Linked DNA regions of Mus musculus: region 1 is linked to region 2. A link is a contact called in public HiChIP or PLAC-seq data. All regions are on one chromosome and are shown on one strand. The core of a region is the stretch at or near the end of the contact, and the rest is flanking DNA. Distances in the headings are between cores, read along the strand shown. Region 1 has its middle 48 kb from the start of Slc19a3. Region 2 holds the start of Tm4sf20 (transmembrane 4 L six family member 20).

The links. HiChIP or PLAC-seq counts read pairs in DNA pulled down with a chosen protein or histone mark.
Region 1: a contact with region 2 is called in an H3K4me3 HiChIP or PLAC-seq map of intestinal villus epithelium, with 7 times the contacts expected there. The contact joins the enhancer-like site here to the promoter of Tm4sf20 in region 2. A contact is called at or near these places in 17 of 39 promoter capture datasets (the 3T3-L1 cell line, 3T3-L1-derived adipocytes, the C10 cell line and 8 more), 2 of 15 datasets of contacts at CTCF or cohesin (the G1E-ER4 cell line and the NIH/3T3 cell line), 2 of 484 Hi-C or Micro-C datasets (CD4 T cells and bone marrow-derived macrophages), 3 of 115 datasets of contacts at active chromatin or transcription factors (bone marrow-derived macrophages, intestinal villus epithelium and stem cell-derived neural progenitor cells) and 4 of 9 other capture datasets (adipose tissue, liver, macrophages and 1 more).

Annotation. Positions count from the first base shown.
Region 1 is chr1:82,987,335-82,993,420 of GRCm38.p6, reverse strand. No RefSeq gene overlaps it. Among named protein-coding and RNA genes, the nearest start is that of Slc19a3, 48 kb to the left of the region's middle. Within about 2 kb of position 1,625, at least 13 of the 459 cell types and tissues checked have an H3K27ac peak or open chromatin away from gene starts, as enhancers often do. A contact at or near this core is called in intestinal villus epithelium, where this site is marked.
Region 2 is chr1:82,765,127-82,771,240 of GRCm38.p6, reverse strand. Tm4sf20 (transmembrane 4 L six family member 20) reads left to right here and starts at 2,780. Exons shown (of 4, transcript NM_025453.4): 1 at 2,780-3,006. The coding sequence starts at 2,824.

The sequences.
Region 1 (6,086 bases), core at 376-2,875, 220 kb before region 2:
ATAAGCTTGTAAGAGCATTACAGAATTATATGGATTTTCAAATTTCATTTGCACGTTTCTATGGAAAGATAGAACATTACTATCCAGCTGGCAAGCTATGGAATTTTTCTCATACAAGCTGAATTTGTGATTACAAAACTTGTCCAACCTTGTCCCATTCTACAAGGGTATAGGAGGGACTCATGGCCTAGATATTCATCGATATAATAATACCTCGTTTTCATTAGCCTAACAGGTAGAACTGGCTGCTTTGATTCATCCACTGTGATTAATTAGTAACCCTGAAATATCATTTAGACTTCTACTTATGTTGTAGGATTATTTCCAGCAATAGAATCATATTCATGTGTCTTCCTCACTACTGGGGTGCTGGGCTGCTTGCATCTTGCTCAGGGAAGGTGAAACACAGTCTAAGATAGGAGTCCCAGTCCGTGTTTCCATGAAAACAGCAGAGGCTGGGACAAAGGCTGTGGTTCTCAAACTCCTGTGTACCTAAACGCTGCTAGGACCATGTTTCCCACCCTCCTGTGTACCCAGACACCACTGGAAACCATGAGATGTTGAGAATGGCTCTCGATGAGGCCTGGATTGGAGCAGGGTATGGGGGGGTGTGGGAGGGAGGTACAGAGTCGGGCTTAGCTCCCAGGGAGTGCCAGGAATACGGAGGGACTAGAAGAGAACCTTCTGTGGGAGACTTGGAAGACTTAGGCAAGGCTCTGTATGATGAAGGCCTCCCCCTACAGCCGTCCTTGAATGATCAGTCCTCGCTTGTCCAAACTGTTTTATTCAAGGCAGATGAGGATGCGTACATCTTACTTAGGATAGATCAAGGATTAAGTGCCTTTTACTGGAAGGGATGCCCAGGAAGGGAAGCTCATTGGCTAAACACTGGAGGCCTATCTAGATAGCTCATTAGCATGGAGAAATCTAGGTTTTCATGCTATACAACCGGTTGTCATGGTCCTCTTAGTGGGATGTCATGGTTATGAGCTCCAGGAGAGGAACCTGGTTGGGAGCTCATGAGAACTCCTGCCGTTCTCAATCATGAGATTTACCCGGGTTCTGAGCTTGCTGCTGCCTTACCAGTTCTGCCTGGTTGCACGGTCCACTGACCTACACTCGTACACACTCTAACTGCCCTGATTTTATTGCAGAAGGAAATAAGCAAGTAACACATTAACCTGTCCATTTCCACTTCTCCTGAAAAAAAAATTGGGAAGAGTTATGCAACTGTCATTGCAGAATGACGCACTGAAGCATTGTGGGTTCCTCTTCAGCTCCTCTGGTCCCTGCCCATCAGAGACATTGATGGAAGGTAAGGAAATAGTAGAAGTCACCAGGAAGATAGCAAATCTCCAGCTAAAGGCCAAAGGGAGATGATGACCATACCATGAGAAGTCAAGTCTGCCTACCTGGGGCTATGTTAAGGTCCTGTGTACCAAGGAAGAAGTCTACAGAGTACACAGAGCCTCATGCCCCCTGAGAATCTCTTTCTGGCAACGCTAGCTGCTGCTGACCTAAGGCATCTGTCACGAGTCCCTCTGAACACATGTATTGGTCTTATGTTTCCCATCCACCTTTGCTTCAACTTGTAGATTGCTTGGATCCAGCTCCTGTTATCTTTACTAATGATTTCATAATTTATGACTGGACCTTAGGACTGTAATAGACTCATTCACTCATCTGGAAAGGGCACTGCATTTAATTTTTCCTTGAGATTTAAATCACTTTCTATTTGTATAAGATATCATAACATTTGCATTCCTATTAAACACAAAAATGGGCTTACGTTCTACAAGAGACCAAAACCAGTGGATAAGAGTGAGTTTACTTCAGATTACTCGTTAAAACCTCTTTCTGCCAGATGTGGCTTATGGGCCTCAAAGGACTTGTCCCTGTGATTGTACACATTACTCTTCGGATTCTTCTTAACCGTCAGAGTATAAATTGTCTGATGCTTTGAATAAAGTTGTCTCCTGCGTGAGACTTTAGTCCATCTCATTTGTTGGCTCCATTTTTCCAGGTCCCTCCCACCACCTTTAGAGCAGTAACAGGCGTGGAGCCAGCTGCTGGCACTATGTTGAAAGAGGTGTCTCATGAGCAAGTCCTGAGCTGCGTCACCAGAAATGTCCACCAGCCATTATCAAATGCAATAAAGGGACTGTGGTGACTGTACTTTGATCTAAGTGATTAAACTGTACTTGTAGTCCTGGAAAAGGAGCCTCGATACAGGAAAGTAATGGGGTCAAAGGGTGGGGACACAGCCAACTTTGGAGCAAGGAATTAATAAGAATGTGTCATAGGAGAACATTGAGTGTGTGAACATTGCAGACTCTTACAAGGTACAAAGAAAAGAAATATGACCTTGGAAAGACCCTAGGCACGAGGCCAAAGTGGAAAGCTAGTAATATACCATGAGTGTGAGACTTTTTCTGGTCACTGACAAAATCGGATATTGGGGAAAATTTAAAACCAGATTTTCCTGGAAGCTGTGGGCAGGAAAGCAGTGATTTCATACATGAGCCAGTAACAGTTTCCTCCACCAACCCATGGAGAGGAAGAGGTTTCACTAATCTGAAATGTGGAGCTCTGATTTGATCTCTCCTAACTGTAGAGTAAGCAATGCACTCTGGGTCCCTCTGCTCTGTGGAGGCTTAAGACAGGTGTGATTGCCAGGGTCTATCCGGGAAACAGAAATGCTGACATTGTGGCTGATGGTGGCAGCCTCCTGACGTGGGAAGGTCAAGGCCAGAATCCTAGACTCACAGGATGAGCCTCTTTCCTTGCCAGTTGACACTCTGTTCTCCCTCTGTGTACAGCTTCTGTGTTCCTGCTTTGAGACCACTGAAGCTAAGAGCAGCTGTGCTTCCCTCACCACCGTGAGACACAGCTGGGAGAGTAAATTATCTTTTTATTTACCTTTACATACTGGCTTCTCCAAATTTGGAGATACTAGGCTTGACTGGTTCCTGAGTCGAGAGTTGTGCATGGAAATGGTTCATCTTTATTAATGGTGAATATATACTTATAAAAATTTTAAAAATAAAAATGTACTAACTCTTCTTTCTGTGTTTTTTTTTTAATGTTTCATCAAATACTGGGAGGAACTAGAAAAGCATACAGATACAGGTCTTCCTCTTCAGCCCCAATTCTCCTCAGTAGGTGTCACTCAGGAGACAAGCTATAGAATATACACCCTGTACTGGCTGGTTTTGTGTGTCAATTTGACACAGGCTGGAGTTATCACAAAGAAAGGAGCTTCAGTTGGGGAAATGCCTCCATGCGACCCAACTGTAAGGCATTTTCTCAATTAGTGATCAAGGGGGAAAGGCCCCTTTGGGTGGGACCAATCTCTGGGTTGGTAGTCCTGGGTTCTGCAAGAAAGCAAGCTGAGCAAGCCAGGGGAAGCAAGTCAGTAAGGAACATCCCTCCATGGCTTCTGCATCAGCTCCTGCTTCCTGACCTGCTTGAGTTCCAGTCCTGACTTCCTTTGGTGATCAACAACAATGTGGAAAGTGTAAGCTGAATAAACCTTTTCCTCCCCAACTGCTTCTTGGTCATGATGTTTGTGCAGGAATAGAAACCCTGACTAAGACACACCCATATTCTCTTTTCCTGATGTCTTAGGTTTTTAACACTTATCTACTGGTTTCCAGTTGTGACAGATTTAGTTAACTTCTCTTACAGCTCCCTAAACAGGCACTTTGCTGCTTAGAATTCAACAGTTGTTGACCCCTTATCAAGTCATCCACCATCTTCTTTACTTCTTCCATTAAGAAGATGTTAGCTTTTCCCATCCCATGTTCTAAAGGGAAGGAAGATGCTGGACCCCTACTTGACTTCCCATAGCTCCTCTCCTCTAGCCACTCTTTGGAGTCACTCCTGTTTTTCACAACATTACATTAACGGTTTACTCCTTTCTGTAACTATTGACAGACCACCCGGAATTTGCCAACTGAGGAATTCTAATTGAAGAGCAACAAGTAGTGTTTACGAAATAATATACTGTATACCCTGACCCAGCCAGGTGCACTAGGATTGCATGTTACGAAGCTGTTTACATAATTGCTGGTTAGAAATGCTGCCCCAGCCAGGGACACAAGCAGTATACTTCCTATAGCTTTTTTCCACTGGCCACATTCATTTCTACTGCTCTTCTATAAAGCAGGTATGCCTGCGCTGCCCTCTACTGTGGTCACAATTCTACACAGAACCACGGTGATACAACTCTGGTATGCCGCGTTGTGTGGGGCGACAGATTACGGTAGCAAAGTTGGAAACATCAGTGACTTATTTCCTTGCCAGAAAGTAAAGATGCACAGGAGTGAAGTGTGTTCACCAGGCTTTGTGCCTTATCCAGAACAGACCAGGACGGAATGAGAATAAATGAGTTTAAATGGGATAAAATAGAGTCTAGAACATCATTCATTCCAGAGGAGGGTTTTAAAATATTATATCAAAACAAGGCAATAGTAAATCTAATGTGTGTAAAGTTCTTATTTCTGTTCTTTGTGGGAATCTGTTGTAGAGGGAGACCTTTGCACGAACAGAAAGACGCTGAACTCACATTGGAAGTAGGATGAGCATCTGCTCAGAACTGTGTAGTGGGAGATGCTACTGTGACAAAGCACCTCCTTTGTTGACATCATCCACAAAAAGCAGCCCCTGAGCAGCTGAGGGAGGGAAAGGAAGGCAACAGGTCACTCAGCAAGGCTCCCCTGGCCACACAGGAAGACAAAGGGCCCCATCAAAGCTCTCCTCTGTGTCTGAACTTTGAGTTCAGGCTCTTTCACAAAAGACTGAATCTGTAGAGTTTAAGATTGGTATCTAAGACAATGAGCACCATTAAAGGGTAACCATCTTGCCAGCAATAACAAATGAAGCATGTGTTCTCTTTTTTTTCTAATTTTTTTTCTTTTTTATTGGATATTTTCTTTATTTACATTTCAAATGTTATCCCCTGTCCTAGTTTCCCCTCCAAAAATCCCCTACCCCTTCCCCCCCTCCCCCTGCTCCCCATCCCACCCACTACCGTTCCTGGCCTGGCATTCCCCTATACTGGGGCATAGAATCTTCACAGGACCAAGGGCCTCTCCTCCCATTGATGACCGACTAGGCCATCCTCCGCTACAAATATAGCTAGAACCACAAGTTCCACCATGTGTTTTCTTTGACTGGTGGTATAGTTCCAAGGAGCTCTGAGGGTACTGGTGGTTAGTTCATATTGATGTTCCTTCTATGGGGCTTCAGCTCCCTGGGTATTTCTCTGGCTCCTTCATTTGGGGACCTTATGCTCCGTCCAATGGATGACTGTGAGCATCCACTTCATAAACAACTACCAAACCCAGACACTATTGCAGATGCCACAAGAGCCTGCTGACAGGAGCCTGATATGAGAAGCATGTGTTCTTAAAAATCACCAATATGCTGGCCTTTCCAACTTCTTCCAGTAGATGTCGCTAGTAGCAAATAACACATGATCCTATTGAACCAAGCTGAAAGTGTTCAAAATATGGATTGAACTGATTTCAAGAATTCATGTTCCATTATTAGCACTTGGGGAAATAAGTGGTCATTTAATGATACTCAACAGTGTTGGTGACAAGCTTATTCAAAGATTAATCAATAGGAAGGAGTAGCCTCAGAGAAGGAAGAGAGGAGACTGGAACAACTTGAAGGAAATGAGGGGAGTCGAGAGTAGCTCACATCAGCCTGGTGGGTACAGGGGAGATAGGAAAGGCTCCACATCCGTACAGTACTGCATCCTCTCTGCATGACCTTTCACCTTCTGCATTCTCAGTCAGAAATCTGCACATTTTGCAAAAGATTAGAAAAAGGGTCCCCTGCATCAACCTGTGACCACACTATCAGGAACATCAGTGCCTGTTGATGTCATAGATCCCTGAGCATCAGATCTGATCCATTAAATCAGAAGCTCTGAGGACATCCAGGGAGTCGGCTAATTATACTTATCAAGTTTCTCATGTGACCTGATGCTAAAAGCTGTTCTCTCGGGATAAACCACCTCCATGAAGGGACTGAAAGGATGCAGATTTATAAGTGATTCAACGAGATAGCTGCTCAAA
Region 2 (6,114 bases), core at 1,531-4,030:
GGTTGCTGTGGTTGTGGAGGTTGTGGTGGCTGCGGCGGCTGCGGCGGTTGTGGCAGCTGTGGCGGCTGTGGCTGTGGAGGCTGTGGCTGTGGTGGCTGTGGAGGCTGCGGTGGCTGTGGAGGCTGCGGTGGCTGTGGTGGCTGTGGAGGCTGCGGTGGCTGTGGCGGCTGTGGAGGCTGCAACAGCTGTACCACCTACAGGTGCTACCGGGTTCCCTGCTGTGGCTGCTGTGGTGGCTGCTGCGGTTGCTGTGGCTGCTGCAAGCCTGTGGTAGTCTGCTGCTGCCGCCGCTCCTGCTGCCGCTCCTGTGGCTGTGGCTCCTGTGGCTGTGGCTGCGGCTGTGGCTGTGGGAAGGGCTGTTGCCAGCAGAAGTGCTGCTGCCAGCAGAAGTGTGGATGCAAGAAGTGCTGTTGCTAGCATGGCTGCTGGCCCCCTGGCCTCGGGGCCGGTGATGGTTGGACCCAGGCTCATATACTTAGACTTTTAGACTGTATGCCCTATAATCCCTCCCAGTTCACCTATCAAGCTGTAAGGCTTAATAAACATAGCTGAGTAGAACGCGGAAGACTAAAATACGTCTGTGCTGTGCTGAAGATGCCTAGCCATGGATAAATAAGTCAGCCTCCCTGAATTTGCTCATTCATTGATGAAATAATGAAGCTGAACTCAGAATCTCTAAGGACCTCTTCTTCTTTAATAGCATATGCATCTTCGAGTCCTTAAAACTGAACTCAGGGCCCTTCCACCTTTACCCATGGAAGATTTCGCTTCTATTTCTGATATTCATAGTGCATGTATAATGTGAATACAGGGAGCATTATAATGTGTTTATATTTTAGAATCCACCCTCAGCCCACTATGAACGGCCAGTGATAATCTGCAGAAGACTCCCATTAAAGACCTCAGCTGAGTGAAAGCAATGTGAATATATTCTATTATTTTGAAGCACTTGCCTTTCAAGAGATGCATGTATTATATGTCTGCTTACATTGGCTGTATACACCACGTGTTTTAACTTTAAAGTGTTCCCTCCTTCCCCAATGTAATTTATGAATAAAACAATGGAAAATACTGTGTTTCACTGTCTTTGAATTTTTTTTTCAGACTATTGGAACTGATGTTTTGGCAACACAGGTTGCGAACTCCAGGAAAGTTTAAAAATTGAGTTAAAGTTTGACACTGAATATAAGGAAACGAAAGCTACTGAGATTGAGTCAATAGACTCCTGGGTTGTTTTACGTGGGCTAAGGGCTCTCTCCATTTAGTTATTCAGGAGATGGGCTGAAGAAGCTATTGACATGGTCAATGCATGACTTCTTAGATAGTTTAGTTGTTTCCGGTCTATGTGGAAAACAAGGTAGACATAGCCTAGTGCTTGCAAAGCAATGTGGCTTGAAAGTGACATTGTTTTCTTTCCCTCTCTTTCTACTGGTTTGAAGTAGTCACATGGTCTTACTTAGCTGTAAGTGGATAAGTGTGAATAAGTATGGAGATGAATTAATATGAGAGAAAATTCATATATCTTTATATATGTATACCAATATATCAGTGGCTACCTATGCACTATGTGACTCATGATTTTTCAAGACAGCTAAGGCAGCTTTACTACCTATTTATATGCCTTGGATTCTTGCTGGGGTAGTTCAACCAGTCAGGCAGCAGACTGCATGGTTAAGACCTGGCTTGTCATCATGTGAACCCTTTGCATGGGATGGAACTGCAGTGACAGAGGGTTGAGAAGATAGCAGGAGCTGGAGAGTCCTGACTTATCTTACAAATATTACCTGTCCTTCTAGATACAAACATACACATGGTTCAAACTGTTTTCAAACGATCTAATGATGGAACCTAGATACTCTAAAGAGTTTTCTCCAAACATTTGAATAAGACAGCAATAACTGTTTTGTTTGTTATTCATTTCAGTGTCTTTTCAGTTGTCCTCTCTGTAAACAAAGTGGTATTTTCCCCAGAGCCGCCTGCCTTTGAAATCTGGATATGCAGTGACAGGATGGACCTTTATGAGATACACAAAGCAGCACAAACTAAAGGCTTGTTCCTCTGTCTGCTATAGTTGAGGAGGACCATGGCAGACATGGAACCTTCGTCTCCCGTCTAGCCTCTCTGCCATTGCTTTTATCATAGTGTCCATATTTGATCACTTTCCTTCTGGTGCCATTAGTCAAACCTCCCACAGGTTGTAGGTGGGATGTGTACAAAGGATCTACTTTACAAGACTGGGAAAATTAAGGATTAAAAATGCTGCATGTGAGACAATAGCCTGAAATGAAACACTAATATTTAGAGTAATCAGGAATACTTGCAGAGAAGATTGCTTTCCCTAATCTTATACAATGTTCATATTCTTACTGAATAACTCCAAAATAAGGATACTTTATATATAATATCCTTGTATCGTCCAATAATATAAAACTATGAAAAGTAGTTTATTCTAATTGGATATACTTTTTGTCTTCTTAGATTTTTACAAGGCACATCAGTAGAGGAATATTTTAGGAGTTATGCCACACAAGCTTTTTTTTTTTTAAATCAGTTTTTACTTACCTGTATTCATGTGTAAGTTCATCACACAGCAACATTAGATTTTTTTTTCTATCTGTTTCCCTTCATCCTATCATAATATGATTATTGGTTCCCGTCATAATCCTCACAATAACATCCTGCCCTACTGGACTCTGAACTGCTTTCCACAACTCATTTTTCATAAGTGCTAAACTTTAACCAGAACGTTGGGATAAAAGGCCAGGCAGAGAGCTACACGAGCCCAGCCACCCTGAGGAGGTTTCTAACTGAACCAGGAAAACCATGACGTGCTGTGAAGGGTGGACATCCTGCAATGGCTTCAGCCTGCTCATTCTGATCCTGCTAGGAGTGGTTATCAATTGTATACCCCTGGGAATCAGCTTAGTGGAGGCAGACTCGACTTCTCAAAACCCCATCTCCTGCTATGAGTGGTGGTTTCCAGGAATTATAGGAGCAGGTCTGATGGTGAGTAATACCTACATGAACAGACTTGGAGAAGGGTGTCTGATGCCTTTAACTATGACTTTCAGCCTTGCACAGTTAGGAATGTGATTACCATCAATTTATAATGTTACATTGTGAAGAATGATAATTTATGTACAGAAAGCGATGGTCCATCTTAGGGACCTTAAGGCAAAAAGCAGGTTAAGTCGTTACCTATAGCATTTCTTCACAGGTGGGATGATACCTCTGAACTTTATTATTTAACATTAAGGAACTTCAGTTTTTCTTTTTTAAAACATGGTGCTGGCGATGGAACTCGGGGCCTTAACCACTCTGTGGGATATTGTTTAAATCTATTGCCTCTTTTTCTCTGCCCCATCCTGATTTCTAGGTATAGGGAACGTGGCAGCAGTGGGAACTTGCTCTACGGGAATGAGAAGCACCCCTGCGCATGGGTAGCCTTGGAGATGGCATAGTGAGGCTTAGCCTGCTTCTCAAGGGAGCTGGCCTAAGACATAGAGTTCGAAATCCTGGGTCTCTTTTATAAGATGCTTGGCCATGGTCATGGTGTTTTATCACAGCAATAGGGAAGCAACTAAGCCAGTTTCTGACCTCAACAACTTTTGGTTTTGAGTATTACATAGATCCCAGAAAGCTTCAGAGTTCTATAGTCTGATGATGGTGAATGGGTGTTCCTTGTTGAAATCTGATGCAAGGTGGGACAACACAGATTTCATGCGTTCTTAACAGTGAACTATCAGAGTCAGGTTCTCATTGTCTCCTAGAAATTGTGATGCAGCCAGTCTGGGTAGAACACATTTGTAGAATCCAATTTTCAGATCTGGAAGATGCACTCCTAGCAGTGCCCCAGCTGAGACAGGCCATTTAGAAAAACTCAGCTATCTCTAGATATGAATTTGCATTGCTGAAAACACAGGAGAGAATATTTTAAAGCTTTGCTACAAGTAGTAAAGAGCACGAGGTAGTGATGGTACCCATCTACATCTCTTGGGCTTTTTTTTTTTTTTTTTTTTTTTTTTTGAGAAACCAAGGAGCCAGAGACTAAACAGACCAGAAAGGACAGGAGGCATAGAACATTCATTTGTTGACATCTTGCTGGAAAGCCTAGTTTAGCGTACATCCTGCCTAGTTTCCACTCTACAATCATCTGGGCTGCAATTATCACTTGTACTTTATATACCAGAAAACAGAAGGCTGAGAATGTTAGCCAGGTCACACAATGGGTGTGAAACCCAGTGCTAGATTTATCTAATGCCAAAGCTAGTTAAAATACTGTCGTCCTCAATCTCTGCCTCAGGCTCACAGAGGTCAAAGATAAAATCCACAAAGTAAAAGGACCAGGAAGCTGAGTCACACAAAGGCCTACACACCTGGGAAACACTTGAGAGAATCTGGACTCCTTGTCTTGCCTATCTTGCTTCCCTCAATAAATATTAACCAAAGGTCATTAGAGCATCAAACTCATGGAGAAGTCTGATGCTCTCCATACGCAGACCCTCAAGCTGGAGGTTAGCCCGACTAGTAAACAGGTGCTAACAGCAGTGCTCGGAAGGCAAGCATACTTTCATGATCCTTGGCTTCACATAAAAGGATGAATCACATTTTTTTTCCGAGGGGAGTTATGTCCCTTGTGACATCTGTCAACTCACTTCTGCAGACACTTTGTAAAGAAGAATTCACTAAGTGTGTTGAGCATTTGTTTAGTCCTTAAAACTTTTGGCCAGTTGTTACATTTCAAGTTAGCCTCCCTTCAGAAATGGGAATTTTACAGGAAACTGCATATAACACAACCTCAGGGCTCATTACTGATTACTTTATGAAGTCATTTGTTTTATGATTTTATGACCAACCCCAATCAGAGGTGAACCTTTTTATCTTTTGAAACTGTAACCAAGTAAAACATTATGTAGTTAATCTTTAAGATTATCTACTAAGGGGAAGGGGATTGTCAATATAAATGTTACTTGATCAAGCATTAAAAGCATTTTAAAATGTTTGTTGTAAAATATAATCAGAAAGGCTCTTTTACTTTATATAAAGTTAACTATAAGCCTGGTCTTACTCATTCTTTTTATTGATTTTTACCCATTACATAAGGGTACTTTTCCAAAGCCAGTTATTAAAATCTTAGTGGAAAACAAATGGCTGTAAGTCAAACTGATTAGAAGACTGCATGCAAACCCTTTACAAAGCAGAGCTTCTGCACTCATGCTGAGCTATGGCTTTAAGTGTTGTTCTCATGTTCAAGAGGACTCCCCAGAGTTAGGCTTCTATCACAGTTTTTAACTAAGGTTCTTGTGTGCTTCCTTTATGAAAATGTACACTTTCTAGAACTGGAGGAAAGCCTGGGTTCCTGCCAGGAAAACAAACTGTAATTATTTATAAAAAGAAGAGAAGGAAGACTGAATTTCACAAAATCTTATGCATTCAAATATGTTTAGGAATACTCAACCCTACCATTTTAGTGCAAAAGTAGCCATAGATAATATGCAAATGGATTAGGGTTCCAATAAAACTTTATTTATAAAAATGAGGTGACAGGGTGGGGAGTGCATCCTTACCAGTTCTTGTCCTACTTCACTTGTTATATAAGATCAGAAAGCAGTGTCTTCTGGGAACAACCAAAAAAGCTTAGTGTATACATGATGACAAAGATTTCTTTTCCCTTTCCTTCTGGTCTTTCAGCTATGCACAGGGGTAGCTGGACATCCATACGTATGTGTGGCTTCTGAATTGGAAAGGGATCAGTGTTCAGTGTATAAACAAAGCTTAGCAACAACACGAAGTGACATGAAGTCAGCATGCGATTAGATGGGGTGATGTGTGCTGGGAAAGCTGCCTTGTGAGAGACATGAATCTCTTCTAGAAAAACCAGGCAGATGTGGCTTTGGAAGACAACGGGGGAAGGAACAATTAGAGGCAAATTGACATGAGCAAGGGTGCTGGGGTTCCAGGACCCAAGAGTGAGTGGCTTTATGAACTGTAGGTCAATGTGACACAGTGGCTTAGAGACCACATGTCTAGAATGGCTCTGAACTTTCCCTTCTTAGGCAAGTTACACCACCTGTGGTTTGACAGTGGCACAATAGGCCATACACCAATGCTCCA